3 separate regions of the Mus musculus genome follow, and regions 2 and 3 are each linked to region 1. The links are chromatin contacts, called in public Hi-C and HiChIP or PLAC-seq maps. All regions are on one chromosome and are shown on one strand. The core of a region is the stretch at or near the end of the contact, and the rest is flanking DNA. Distances in the headings are between cores, read along the strand shown.

The links. A called contact is a pair of places that touch in the nucleus more often than the background predicts. HiChIP or PLAC-seq counts read pairs in DNA pulled down with a chosen protein or histone mark.
Region 2: a Hi-C map of bone marrow-derived macrophages shows a contact between it and region 1, with 30 read pairs. The contact joins the promoter of Cfap54 here to the enhancer-like site in region 1. A contact is called at or near these places in 9 of 39 promoter capture datasets (the 3T3-L1 cell line, the C10 cell line, cranial neural crest and 3 more), 3 of 15 datasets of contacts at CTCF or cohesin (the NIH/3T3 cell line, large pre-B cells and pro-B cells), 46 of 484 Hi-C or Micro-C datasets (the AML12 cell line, B cells, the C2C12 cell line and 17 more), 21 of 115 datasets of contacts at active chromatin or transcription factors (the 230-238 cell line, CD8 T cells, DN3 thymocytes and 9 more) and 3 of 9 other capture datasets (adipose tissue, embryonic stem cells and liver).
Region 3: a contact with region 1 is called in an H3K4me3 HiChIP or PLAC-seq map of bone marrow-derived macrophages, with 5 times the contacts expected there. The contact joins two enhancer-like sites. A contact is called at or near these places in 2 of 39 promoter capture datasets (the C10 cell line and embryonic stem cells), 2 of 15 datasets of contacts at CTCF or cohesin (CD8 T cells and pro-B cells), 52 of 484 Hi-C or Micro-C datasets (the AML12 cell line, B cells, the Ba/F3 cell line and 22 more), 16 of 115 datasets of contacts at active chromatin or transcription factors (the 230-238 cell line, CD8 T cells, DN3 thymocytes and 6 more) and 3 of 9 other capture datasets (adipose tissue, embryonic stem cells and liver).

What each region holds. Positions count from the first base shown.
Region 1 is chr10:93,363,069-93,366,921 of GRCm38.p6, reverse strand. No RefSeq gene overlaps it. Among named protein-coding and RNA genes, the nearest start is that of Gm17745, 29 kb to the right of the region's middle. Within about 2 kb of position 1,396, at least 57 of the 459 cell types and tissues checked have an H3K27ac peak or open chromatin away from gene starts, as enhancers often do. A contact at or near this core is called in the 230-238 cell line, B cells, adipose tissue and 6 more, where this site is marked.
Region 2 is chr10:93,079,858-93,083,767 of GRCm38.p6, reverse strand. Cfap54 (cilia and flagella associated protein 54) reads left to right here and starts at 2,146. Exons shown (of 68, transcript NM_001347060.2): 1 at 2,146-2,503. The coding sequence starts at 2,172.
Region 3 is chr10:93,049,022-93,052,810 of GRCm38.p6, reverse strand. All of the region lies in intron 5 of Cfap54 (cilia and flagella associated protein 54), which reads left to right. Among named protein-coding and RNA genes, the nearest start is that of Gm40739, 24 kb to the left of the region's middle. Within about 2 kb of position 1,695, at least 80 of the 459 cell types and tissues checked have an H3K27ac peak or open chromatin away from gene starts, as enhancers often do. A contact at or near this core is called in adipose tissue and bone marrow-derived macrophages, where this site is marked.

The sequences.
Region 1 (3,853 bases), core at 147-2,646:
CCAGGCCATGGGAAGGCATCAGCAAGAGCAATTATAAAATAGGGGTCTGGTGGTGAGAAGTCACCATATCCTCTCCCCTGTCTGTGGCCAGAGCAATTTTTGGTGTTTTTTTTTTTTTTTTCCAAATCTGTGGCAATCTCAGCCCATTTCCTATAATTTGCTCCTCCATGAAGATGAAAGAAATCTGGCCATTTTTCTTCTCCTGTTAAGCACACTATGTCATCTTTTTTTCCCCATGTTAAATGACCCAAGTCCCCCGTGGCTGTTTTTCAGAATGTCTTATTTTTAAGCTATCAGTATGGCTTTCCTATGGATTTCATTATAATAATAATGAAATAATAATAATGTAAAATTCCATACTGGGTTATTTAATAGAGTTTTGCTCAGCTTGAGGAAAGCTAAAAGATCCCATCTCAGTCTTCAGCCTTGTCTAGTCTTGCCCACAGGCTGGGATTAAATGTTCCCTTTGGCCCTCCACCCTTCAGTCTTACCAGTTTTTCTTCTATAAAGATTTCATTCTGACTTTTGGAAAACTACTTCTCTGTTGGGTTTTTAGGGTATCACTTCCTTTGCCGATTTATTAACACGTCCTCTAAGCCCAGCTACCTCTGTGAACAACAGATATATCCCAGCCCCAGGTCAAGATTGCTGACAGCCCTAAACCAATACCTGAGCCACTAACCAGCATTTTGCTGACTGCTTCAGAGCCAGAAGTACTCCACACATGATGGCCCAGCGTATTGATCTATACTACAGAAAGTATGGCAAGGATCCAGCTTTGGTTCATGTCAGGACTTCTAGGCTTGGAACTGATAAAATGAAATCTGACAACCTACAAAGGCCAGGAGAGGGCATCAGAGCCCCTGAAACTGGAGGTAGGTGTGGTTGTTATACACCACGTGAACGGGTGCTAGAGACCAAAATCTGGTCCTTTGTAAGAGCAGCCAGTGCTCTTAACCGCCAAGCCATCTCTCCAACCCCAGTCTTACAGTCCTTTGTCATAGGAGGCCGCTGTCCCATATGCTGTAGTGTAGCTGACAGCTGTGGGTTCTGCCCTGTACATGCCAGCAGTATTTCTGTCTTCTGACAAATAAAAATGTCTCCAGTCTTTTGCCAAGGGCCTTCCAGCTGTGAACTACTGCACTGGATAAGCCTTCCCTTCTGATCTTATCTTTTCAGACACAAACTACATTGGTTCAAAAAAAAAAGTTTGCATGGTGCACCCCTCCCCCACCTCATTCACTGCCTTGAATCCAAAGGGCTGCTGAGATTTGCCTTGGGATAGGATCTATTTTCGTTCTCTCCGATCGTGATCAAAGCCATCTTACTGTGGCCTCACTGTGGCTGTGCAGTGGATCAAGCACCACACAGTTACCCAGGAGCCTGTGCAGGCAGCTTCTCCCTCAGCACGTGCAGCAGGCTCTCCTCTAGAGGATCACATGACTGCCAATGTCTCATCATCCTTTCCCATTTACAAAGTCAGCGCTGGGGACTGAAGCCAAGGGCTTGCGCAGGCTACACCTCCAGTCCTGTTTTCTTGTTTATTTGTTGAGGCAGGGTGTCACTCTTGGTCTTGAACTTATCATCCTCCTGTCTCTACTTTCCTAGTGCTGGGGTCAGAAGGATGAACCACCACATGCAGCTAAGGACTGCATAGTCTTTAAATAAAATTTTACTGTCAGCCCACCCAGGCAACAGAGAGGAAAGCCCCTGGTGCAGAATCCCCGACCAGCATTGACCTTAAAAAAGTCAGTCTTCATGCCAAGGGCAGTTCCCTCGTGTGCTTTATAAAGCTGTTCCTCCCCATCTCCTTTCTTCAGAGTTTCATTTCCCCTGGTGACATCCGGCCCTCCCGTTACTCTCTTACCCTTGATATTCTCTTGCCATCTCCATACACGGACCCACTTTGGCTCCGTGGAGCCCCGGGGCAGTGGCTCACTGGAGTCTCTTGCAGCCTCTGCCCTCACCAGCTGGTAACTGCAAAGGCTCCACCAGTTCCCAAGCACCTTCCATGACCCTTCAGGTGTGATTCCTACCATACCTAACACTGAGCAGGAGGAGGTAGGATGATGGAACAAAAGAAAATGGGGGTATCAGGGGGCTGAAGGCTGCTCACTGAGAAACGTCCACGGAAGGCCTGTAGGATTGCTGGCCCCACGCACTTTTGTGACCCTTTCAAGTGGGAAGCCTATTCTATTCCAGTAGCTGGAAAGGCTACCCTTTTTTTGTTGCATTGTTCCTGCAAGGGCCAAGCCCAGTTTTTATCTGACAGACTGAAGAGTGCTTTACCCCACCCCTCTTTGTTGTCATGCAAATGTTTTGCTAATAGCATCATTTTCTTCCTCCAGTAGAATTGTCTTTGAGAGGGACCTATTTCTACAGACCCTCCCCATTCTGAAGAGATCTGCTTTGATGGCAATTTTTCTTTCTTCAGTGAAAATGCTATCTCCTGCCTGGCAGCTCAGCCCTTGCTTTCCACCAGCCTGCTGCAGTCACTGGTTGGAGACTGTCCCGCTTTAGCTTGGCATAAACACTTCCTGGAGACCCAAGTCTTCACACACAGCTCCATCTCATCCCCTGACCATCTATCTCACCAGCCTGATGTGGGTGGGAGCTTGAAGCTACACTGTATGGGAGCTAAGTGGCCCTGCCCACAGGAAGAGCACCAGAGAAATTTACATCCATACTGGAAAAGGCATCCTGCCTGTCCCTTTGTCCCTTTGTTCCTTTGTCCTTCCATTGCTTTCCCATGGGATTTCTCTTGCCAAGGTCTTGGGCAATTGAAAGTGGACCTCCCTGCAGCACATTCTCTTTATCTGGTTGACCTCTCTCCTTCCTTCCTTGGCATCCTGAATAGTATCACGTTCTCACCTACACCCAAGTCTGCAGGTTTCTTACAAGATTGGGTGAAATTCGGATCTGCCTAAGGTTTGAGACATACTCAGGAGAGAGGGAAAGGTGAAGATACAGAAAGACAAAAAGATGGCTGGAAATAGACAGCCCTGCAGGAGATCCAGAACGTGGTTGCCATGAGCAGGAATAAGGGTCTTCAGAGATGTGAAGGCCAGGAGGAAGGTGGGAGTGGTGTGGACAAGCTGGACACAGGACAGTAGGAGCATTTTAAGATCCTCATCTGGCTCAGTGGAAGGCAAAGTGACACGGGGCTTTGGGTCAGGCATTGATCAGTGGTACTTGGTGACCCCAAGTTGGGTGGAGGCTCTGCTGTTGGTGGAGTGAAGTCTGGGGACATGGAGATCGTGTTTTGGGCCAACAGAATGAAGTACAAACTAATGGCCAATGGTATCTAGACTGGGCAAGAGGGAAGGAGAGCAAAAGAGATGAGGAGACACAGATTGAGTGTTTGACAAGAAAACCAAGAGCTAAATATTTATGGTCTAGATTTGAGGTTGAAGTACGATTCTAAATTTTCACATTGAACAAGTAAAACCTTCCTTTAGAAGCCCTGCCCCAAGAACAACTCTTGAGTGACCTGGGCCCTAAGTTGTTCCATATCCTGTCTCTAATGACCCTCCCAGCCACTGAGTGCCAAGCTCCACTTGGCTTTGCATCCCTCATCCCTCCCTGGATGTCTTGCATGGTTTTGCTCCACTGCCAGGTGATAGCTTTACTTGTTCCCAGCACCAATTCAGCCTTTCCGGCCTGGTATGACATCTTTAGATGCCTCAGGTAAGCCCTCTCTCCATCACCCTCTTTCCTCAGAGCACACTATTGATATCCAGCTGACTGTGAGTGAGAAATGCAGGAGCCTTATGGACGTGAAAGTGTTTTCATGGAGAAGAGCAGTTCTCAACCTGTGGGTCAAGACCCCATTGGAGTTGAACTACTCTTTCAC
Region 2 (3,910 bases), core at 897-3,396, 280 kb after region 1:
CTCAGACCAGTCTTTCATTACAGGGGAGAGTAAGTAAAAGTCACACAGGAAAAGGAAGGGTATTCTGAAGGCCACATTTTATCACCACACGAAGGAAAGATCTCCGAAAGTGTTCAAAAAAAAAAAAAACCTTAAATATAATTTAAAAGAAATATAATGGAAACTTCCATCTTCCACGATGATGATTCAGAATCTAACACCCATTTAAATATTCAGACAGGCTTCCAGAACCCACTGCGAGTGAGTGAGGCATTGTTAGCAGAAGAGAGTGCAGGGCGGGTGGGGGAGGGGGACGCACGCGATGACTAAGATAGACCGTTTCATAATTCAAGCACTTGAGTTTCGTCACATTTCTTTTTCCACCAGCGACTTTGAAATCTGTACACTACGAGAAAAGGTCATTCGCAAGAAGCTGGGAAGGAGCGAGCCCACTTTGTTCTCTGCTCTCTCCTCTCCTCTGACCACTTTAATTTAATTGGATCCTGCCTCCTGCCGATTCTATTCGTTGCTACAACAGATCATTCTCAGTGGCAATTTGCACTGGCTTTTGATCTGAAGTGGACAGAGCTGCTATCTGCAAACAAGGGAAAATGGGATCTGGGAGAATTTACCAAGCCTATTACTAAAAGGTGTCTATTATTTTTTTTTCTTTTTTTTTTGGCAAAAGCTCAATGGACGCCTCCCCCTCCCAACCTGCATTCTTTAAATATGTTAAAGTTTGTTGCTCATCTCCAATACAAAATATTGTGCATCAAGAATAGGTGCTGCCTCTTGGATGGAGAACTGGGCCCTGACAGAGAGGTCCCTGCTCTTGTGTGTCACTGGAAGATTCTTTAGCCATAATTACCTGCTCCAATAAGTGATTTCCCCTGTGATCTTCCTTCCAAGAATATTAAGGTACAGTGCATAGGACAGAGAAGACCAACCTTACAAATTAGTACAGATGCTTGAAAGAAATGGGCTTGGAGCTGGAAGAGATAAGGCTGTGGCCCAGTGAGCTTCTTTACTATTCAGTGGATACCAAGGTCACCGTCTATATTTTGCATGTGAAAGAATTGGTAGTCGTTTTCAGTGTTTAAAGACCTTGTTTTTGAAGCCAACCTCTCTATCTCTGGTTCTTCAATATTTCTTTGGGCTTGCATAATTTGTAAGGAAAAGTATGTCCGCTAGCTGAAATTCAAATCCCAAATTAATAAATTTGACTCATTGTGGCCCATGAGATGCAAGAAAAGAACATTTTTTAGTGTTAAGCATTTCCTCTGAGACCTACAGTTTGTCCATCAGAGAGAAAAAAAAAATCTCCCATCTCCCCGTTTAAAAACAAAAAGTATTTGGAGAGTTAACACTTCAAACCATTTAGCATATATTAATGTCAAGGAGTTAAAGTTGAGCAAAAGGCATATTGATTTAGAACACCGTGACATTTAGGATAAGGCTGAAGTGGCAGTAACTCATGATCATTACTCACAAACTCAAACTGCAGCGGGAAGAGAACATAGCCACACAAGGTGCTTGTCTTAACCAGATTGTCAGGGAGTTCCCTAATTTCGGTTTGGGAATTCAGCTTCAGTGCTTTCTCTTGGGGGCATCACCAGGACGGCAGATTTCTTATGATCACTGGCTTTGCAGCACATAATTAGGACTTGTCCCCTGATTCTCAGTTATCCTCTGAGTTTGGTCAAAGTCAAGCTATGTTCCCCTAAGCTGTGAAACCGAGGAGATAGGATAGAAGCTGAGGTATGAAGTCATGACGATTAATGAGACAGGTAATGTCTCAAAATGCTTGGAATAATGCCCAATACATCTTAATGATTGTAACCATGGATATTAGTAGGTGGTCCAAATAGGGAAAACATTGTATGAATTTTTGATGGTAATTTTCTTTATTGGTTCTTTGCTTTAAAGCCCTCTCTCAAGCGGCGTTGGATGTGAATGTCCGTAATCCCAGCACTCAAGACACTGAGGCTGGAGGATAGTGAGTTTGAGGCCAGAGTGGGTTACACACATAGCCAGCCATTCAGAGCATCCTGCCTTTCCAGGCTGTTTGTACTTTCCTCACCCTCTAGGGGCCGCTGTGCTTCCGGAGAGCGTGCAGGTGGCTTGGTTGCCGGGAGATCGTTGCTTGGCAACCGCTTGTCCACCAGCCTCTAGCCTGCTGAACTCTGATAGACATGGCGTCCTCCAGAAGCTCCTCCAGTTCTTCTGAGGAGTCCCCAGACTCTGAGACATCGGTGTCGCCGGTGCATCTGCCCCCAACGCCGCCGCCGACCTCTACCGCGGTTCTCAAGTCGCCCAGCGAGTCCAAGTCGAGTTCGACCGACCCGCCGCAATGTACCCACTCCGAGGACTCGCTGCCCTCTGCCGCCTTCTACGGGCCCCTGGACAGTAAAAACCCACTCCTGGCCTCTTGCGAGAAGGAGATCCGGGAGCTGTTGGGCTTTATGAAGAAGAAGAAGGCTCTAGCCACCTCAATGGAACAGAAGTACGAATTCCATCGGAGGTGGTAAGCTGAGGCAGGGTGCTGGGGAGGGCGCCTGGAGATGCCATTGGAGGACCACGACAGGGGTGGGGCCCTGGAGACAAGCTGAGCTGTAGCCACTCCCAGCTCTTACAGCCCTTAGCTCCCCCTACACGTTTCATGTCTTCCTTCTCAGGTCAAAATAAAAATCTGCACAGAAGTATTTCCTAACACTGGGTTTGGTCTCAGCGTTCTCATGGCCTCTCTTGGCTCACTCATGGGTCGCAAAACAGGACAAAAGTAGACTTAAGACCAACTCTGAGGCAGTTGCTCAGGTCCTTGAATTTAGGTCTCAACCAAGTCTGTCATATTGTGAACATGTACATTTTATTCTCTTTATATTCCGTTGGGATTACAGAAACTTCTTTTCCCCTTGACTTGGTGGCTCTTTGTGAGCGTCTGATTGGGTTTTTTGTTTGTTTTTCCAACTTATTTCTGTGAACTGAAAACTACCAGTTTCTAAGATTTGGTTTTGTTCATGTTGCCATCTTTTTTCTGGTCTAATGCTTTCCAAAATGAGTAGTTTCAAGACATAGGGAAGCAGCGAAGAATACCAGACAGGCAAATAACTTTTTTTTTTCTGGTGAGTATTTTAAACTTACATGTTTTGGTCATGCATTTAATCTGATTACACATTTTTAACTTACATTTATAATTCAACCAAACATCTTAATGATTTGTTGAGTAGACATATTTTTGACAGGTACTTTTCTCAAAACTAGGAAGGCATCAAGTTAACAATAAACCCCTCTCCCCCAAATCATATATTTCTGTGAGTATAGTCTTGTACTAAACAAACATGGGGCACAGCATTCCCACCATCCCTTTATCTACTCCCCCCACCCCAAGTTTCACTTACCTGTGGTCAAAGGCTATGCAAATCTTAAATGGAAAATTCCAGAAACAAACAATTGGCGTTGTTTATAGTCCCTTCTGAGCAGTCTGACAAAATCTTGCTCTGCACTGTTCTGACCCACCCAGGGTTTGAATTCACCCCTTTGTCCAGCACACTGACACTGTAGGCTTCGTCGGTCCATTTGTTAGTTAGCCATCTTGATTATCAGATCGACTGTCATAGAAACTCAGGATTTGTGCTAACATGACCCGTATTTTGCTTAATAATAATTATGAAGCACAAGAATAATGATGCTAGGGATGCAGATGGACCAAGGAGAAAGTGTAAATTCCTTCTATACATGGGAAAAATGTTTCAATAAGGAAGGAGAAAAATACATATTTGGGTGGCCAAGACCCACATATAGTTAGATGTTTTGAGAGTCACCATATTCATGTAGCTTTTATACAGTTTGTTATACATTTTCCACCCTAGTATAGCTCATCTCTTCTTGTGCCTAATTCATAAGGGATTCTTTGTCATGTGATGGCTAATCT
Region 3 (3,789 bases), core at 446-2,945, 310 kb after region 1:
TGAATGTGTGTGCATCTCTGTGGGCGTGTACACATGTATGAATGTTTATAGGCCAGAAGTTGATGTCAGGTACCATCCACAGTTGATCTTCATTTTGGTTTTTGAGACAGGAACTCTCTCTCTCACAGAACTTGCACCATTTGGTTCTGGGCGTGGGGGTGATTCAGGTCCAGTTGTGAAGACATATCACTGCCAAGTCAGCCCTGTGTCACCTTGGTGGTGCTTTCTGCCACCGAGGCCAAGGTTGTTGGTTTACCTTGCCCGTATCATCAGAACCTCCAGTCTGTTTCTCTCTCCTCCCAGTACAGGACTTAAAGACACATACCACCGTGCCTGGCTCTTTGATGGGTGCTGAGGAGTGAGCTCAGGTCATTGTGCTTGCATGACACTTTACCATTTTTCCAGTCCCTGAGTTCAAGTCTGTAACTGCATGAGACAGAAATAGTACTAGTTACCCAGTACTCTCGGTGTCATTCTTGGCTGACTTAATCTTCTAGTAATGTAGAAACCAGGCATTATGGCTGCCCCTCATTATTGCTGCAAACCCTGCAACATTCTGAGTATTGTGGAAGGGTTTGGCATGCATAGCAATCCTCACTATAGTCTTTTGAGGTAGAGATCATCAGTACTACTACTACCAGGCAGTGATATCCTCCTCCTCCTCCTCCTCCTCACTCCTCCTCCTCACTCCTCCTCCTCCTCACTCCTCCTCCTACCCCCTACTCCTCCTCACTCCTCCTCCTCCTCATTCCTCCTCCTCACTCCTCCTCCTCACTCCTCCTCCTCCTCACTCCTCCTCCTCCTCACTCCTCCTCCTCACTCCTCCTCCTCCTCACTTCTCCTCCTCCTCACTCCTCCTCCTCACTCCTCCTCCTCCTCATTCCTCCTCCTCCTCACTCCTCCTCCTCCTCACTTCTCCTCCTCCTCACTCCTCCTCCTCACTCCTCCTCCTCCTCCTCATTCCTCCTCCTCCTCACTCCTCCTCCTCACTCCTCCTCCTCCTCACTTCTCCTCTTTCCTCCTCCTCCTCCCCCTTCTTCTCACAACCATCACTACCACCACCACCATATGGACCATAGTTCACCCACATCCCATGTATTCTGCTAAGTACTTTCATGAATCTTCTCACTTGATCCTCATACCAACACTTTAACAAGGACACCGTTTTCACTAAACTTTCAGCTGAGGATGCAGAGGCTAAGAAAACCGAGCTTGCTCACAATTACCGGTGTAGATTGCAGCGTTCTGAGGCCACAGTCACAAGAACCACCACACAACTAAAGAGCAATGCCTATCCAGTCACTAAATCGGCTCCTGGCTTGCCTGTCTTATTCTGGTTTACCTACTCCAATGGAGGAACCGTGTGGAGGGACAGATCTTTTTTTTTTTTTCTCTAAAATCCCAAAGACCAAGACTGATGAAGGGCTTTTCTTCAGACAGAAGCCACTAAAGCACTCACCAGTACATGCCTAAGCAGTACTCCCGCTAACAATCAAGAGACACCTTTGCTTTGGATCTTCTGAGGCATCGTAAGGGGCAGTCTGGGACTCAACAAACGTTAAAGAAGACACTAGCAACAGTATGGACTTATGCTTTGCTTTCTGGTGAAGTATTTGGCTCACACAGCCGTTAAGCCACTCCCGTATTATTACTTAAATCTCAAGTCAACCTTGAAATGGCTCCTGACATGAACCTGTGATACACGAGGCTACACTGCCACCCTGTGGCCGAGTTAGTTTATTGTTTTTTTTCCCCCCTGCTGACACCTGAAGCAAGCTTTTGTGAGGTCCATGATTTTAGATCCATCTAGATTTTTAGCTCTTTGAAGTTTGATTTTCCTGTGAAGAAAATTGTCCTGTTTTAGTACATCTACTTTATTAATAAAAATAATTATTTCTTGCCTTTAGGGTTAGAGAAAAAAATGTTACTTGCCCCCCGCTTCTCCCCCCAGTGGCTTTTCATCTCCAGACTTGAAAGCAGGTTTTCCGGTGGGTTTTGGCACACTCCTCTCCTTTGTCAAAGCTTCGCTGAGTGGTGGAAAGAATGCTGCACTTAGCAGTTCAAAGACTTGAATTCCAGCCCCAGTTCACCTCTTTCAGAAACAGTTCAGACTCTGAGTCAGATTAGGTTAGATTTAACTTAAGGTCCCTTCTGGCAATGGCAATATACTCTCAGGGCTCTCTCTCTCTCTCTCTCTCTCTCTCTCTCTCTCTCTCTCTCTCTCTCTCTCTCTCTCTCTCTCTCTCAAACCCCAGTGTAACGATGAAGAGAAGCTGACTTTAGTTTGAAACGCGATTTTTCTTTCTTGCTGCGGAAGCTTTGAGGGATTTTTGCAAAGGCCTGTTGATTTGAAGAGGGTATTTACACAGACTTTTACACCATAGCCTCTGAACCACGATGATCCCGAAACAGGGTTGTTGTGGGGCAGTGGGTGCGAGGGAATAGGAGGTTCTGCTGATGCTGGCAAGGTAAACCAACAACCTGGGCCGCAGTGGCAGAAGGTACCACCACGGCCCCACTGACTTGGCAGTGGCCTGTCTTCAGAACTGGGCCTGAATCTCCTCACTGTGGCCACCCAGACACCCTAGAGAAAAGCCTCTGAACACTAGCCGTGCTGGATGAGGGAGATGAAGTTGGAAGAGTTCTACAGGGACCCGGAAAATTTATCTCGGAGACAGATCTAGCGGGGAGCACAGGCTGCTTGGGTATTTTCAGGTCCTTGGACGCCTGTGTTTGGAAGTGAGTTGTGCATTGCTTGGCACTTTCCCAGAAGACCTAGCTAGGACTGCGCGCCGGAAGCCTATTTAGGTGGATTTTAGTTTAGATTATGAAGTTGTCATTTTCTCGTGTTAAAAATCGCCCTATGCTGCCATGGTTTCTTGTTACCGGGATAGGAACTCTTGGTAGGGATGTCTGGTGCTGGTGGTGTCCGTGGGAAGAAAGTTAGGGGAGCCTCGAGCCCTACCACTTCAATGATCGCCTGAAGTATTTCCATAGCCAGCTTGGTGAGCTACCCCTTTAGTGAAGGTCTGTTTGCTAGTCAACAAGCATTTTCCGTGTGCCCACTACTTGCCAGGTGATATGAGGTTACCATATGATTACAATATGGTTACGATATGAGGATGACTCACAGGCTCCCCAGTCTAGTGGAAGGAGCTTAAGTTCCTGCCCGTGGATGGTAGAGCAGATTTGCACACTGCTGTTAAATCCTCATCTACATCCAGTAGTTTCTTTTCCTCTGGAATAGAAACTAACTAGACAGGGGAAAATTCTGCTCTTTCCTCTTCTGAGCCTCCACAGCCAGCAGCCGGGCCTGACTGTTACTTCTGTCTTTCTCAGTTTTCACTATTAAACACCACATGAACCTGATGGGTTTGCTCCATCCACAAAGCCATGGGGCCTTTTGGATGCAGTCCCCTTTCAAGGCTGGTCATTGATCCACTGAAGAAATTATTCTTTAGTTATTGAAGCCACATTTTCTCACGGGCAGAGACGTTTTGCTCTGCTGTCCAAAGTTGTCGTGACTTGAGGATCCAGGACTCTGGTCAGCTTTCCTATGCTGGGCTCTGCTGTTGCCATTTCCGGAGCATTCTGCCGAGTAGTTTTATGTCACCTTGACACAGGCTAGAGTCGAAGGCGAGGAGGAAATCTCAATTGAGAAAAAGTCTCCATAGGACTGGGCTGTAGGCAAGCCTCTAAGGCATTTTCTTAATTAGCGATTGATACGGGGGCGGGGGTGGTGCAGACATTGTGGATAGGGCCACCCTGGGCTAGTGGTCCAGGGTTCTA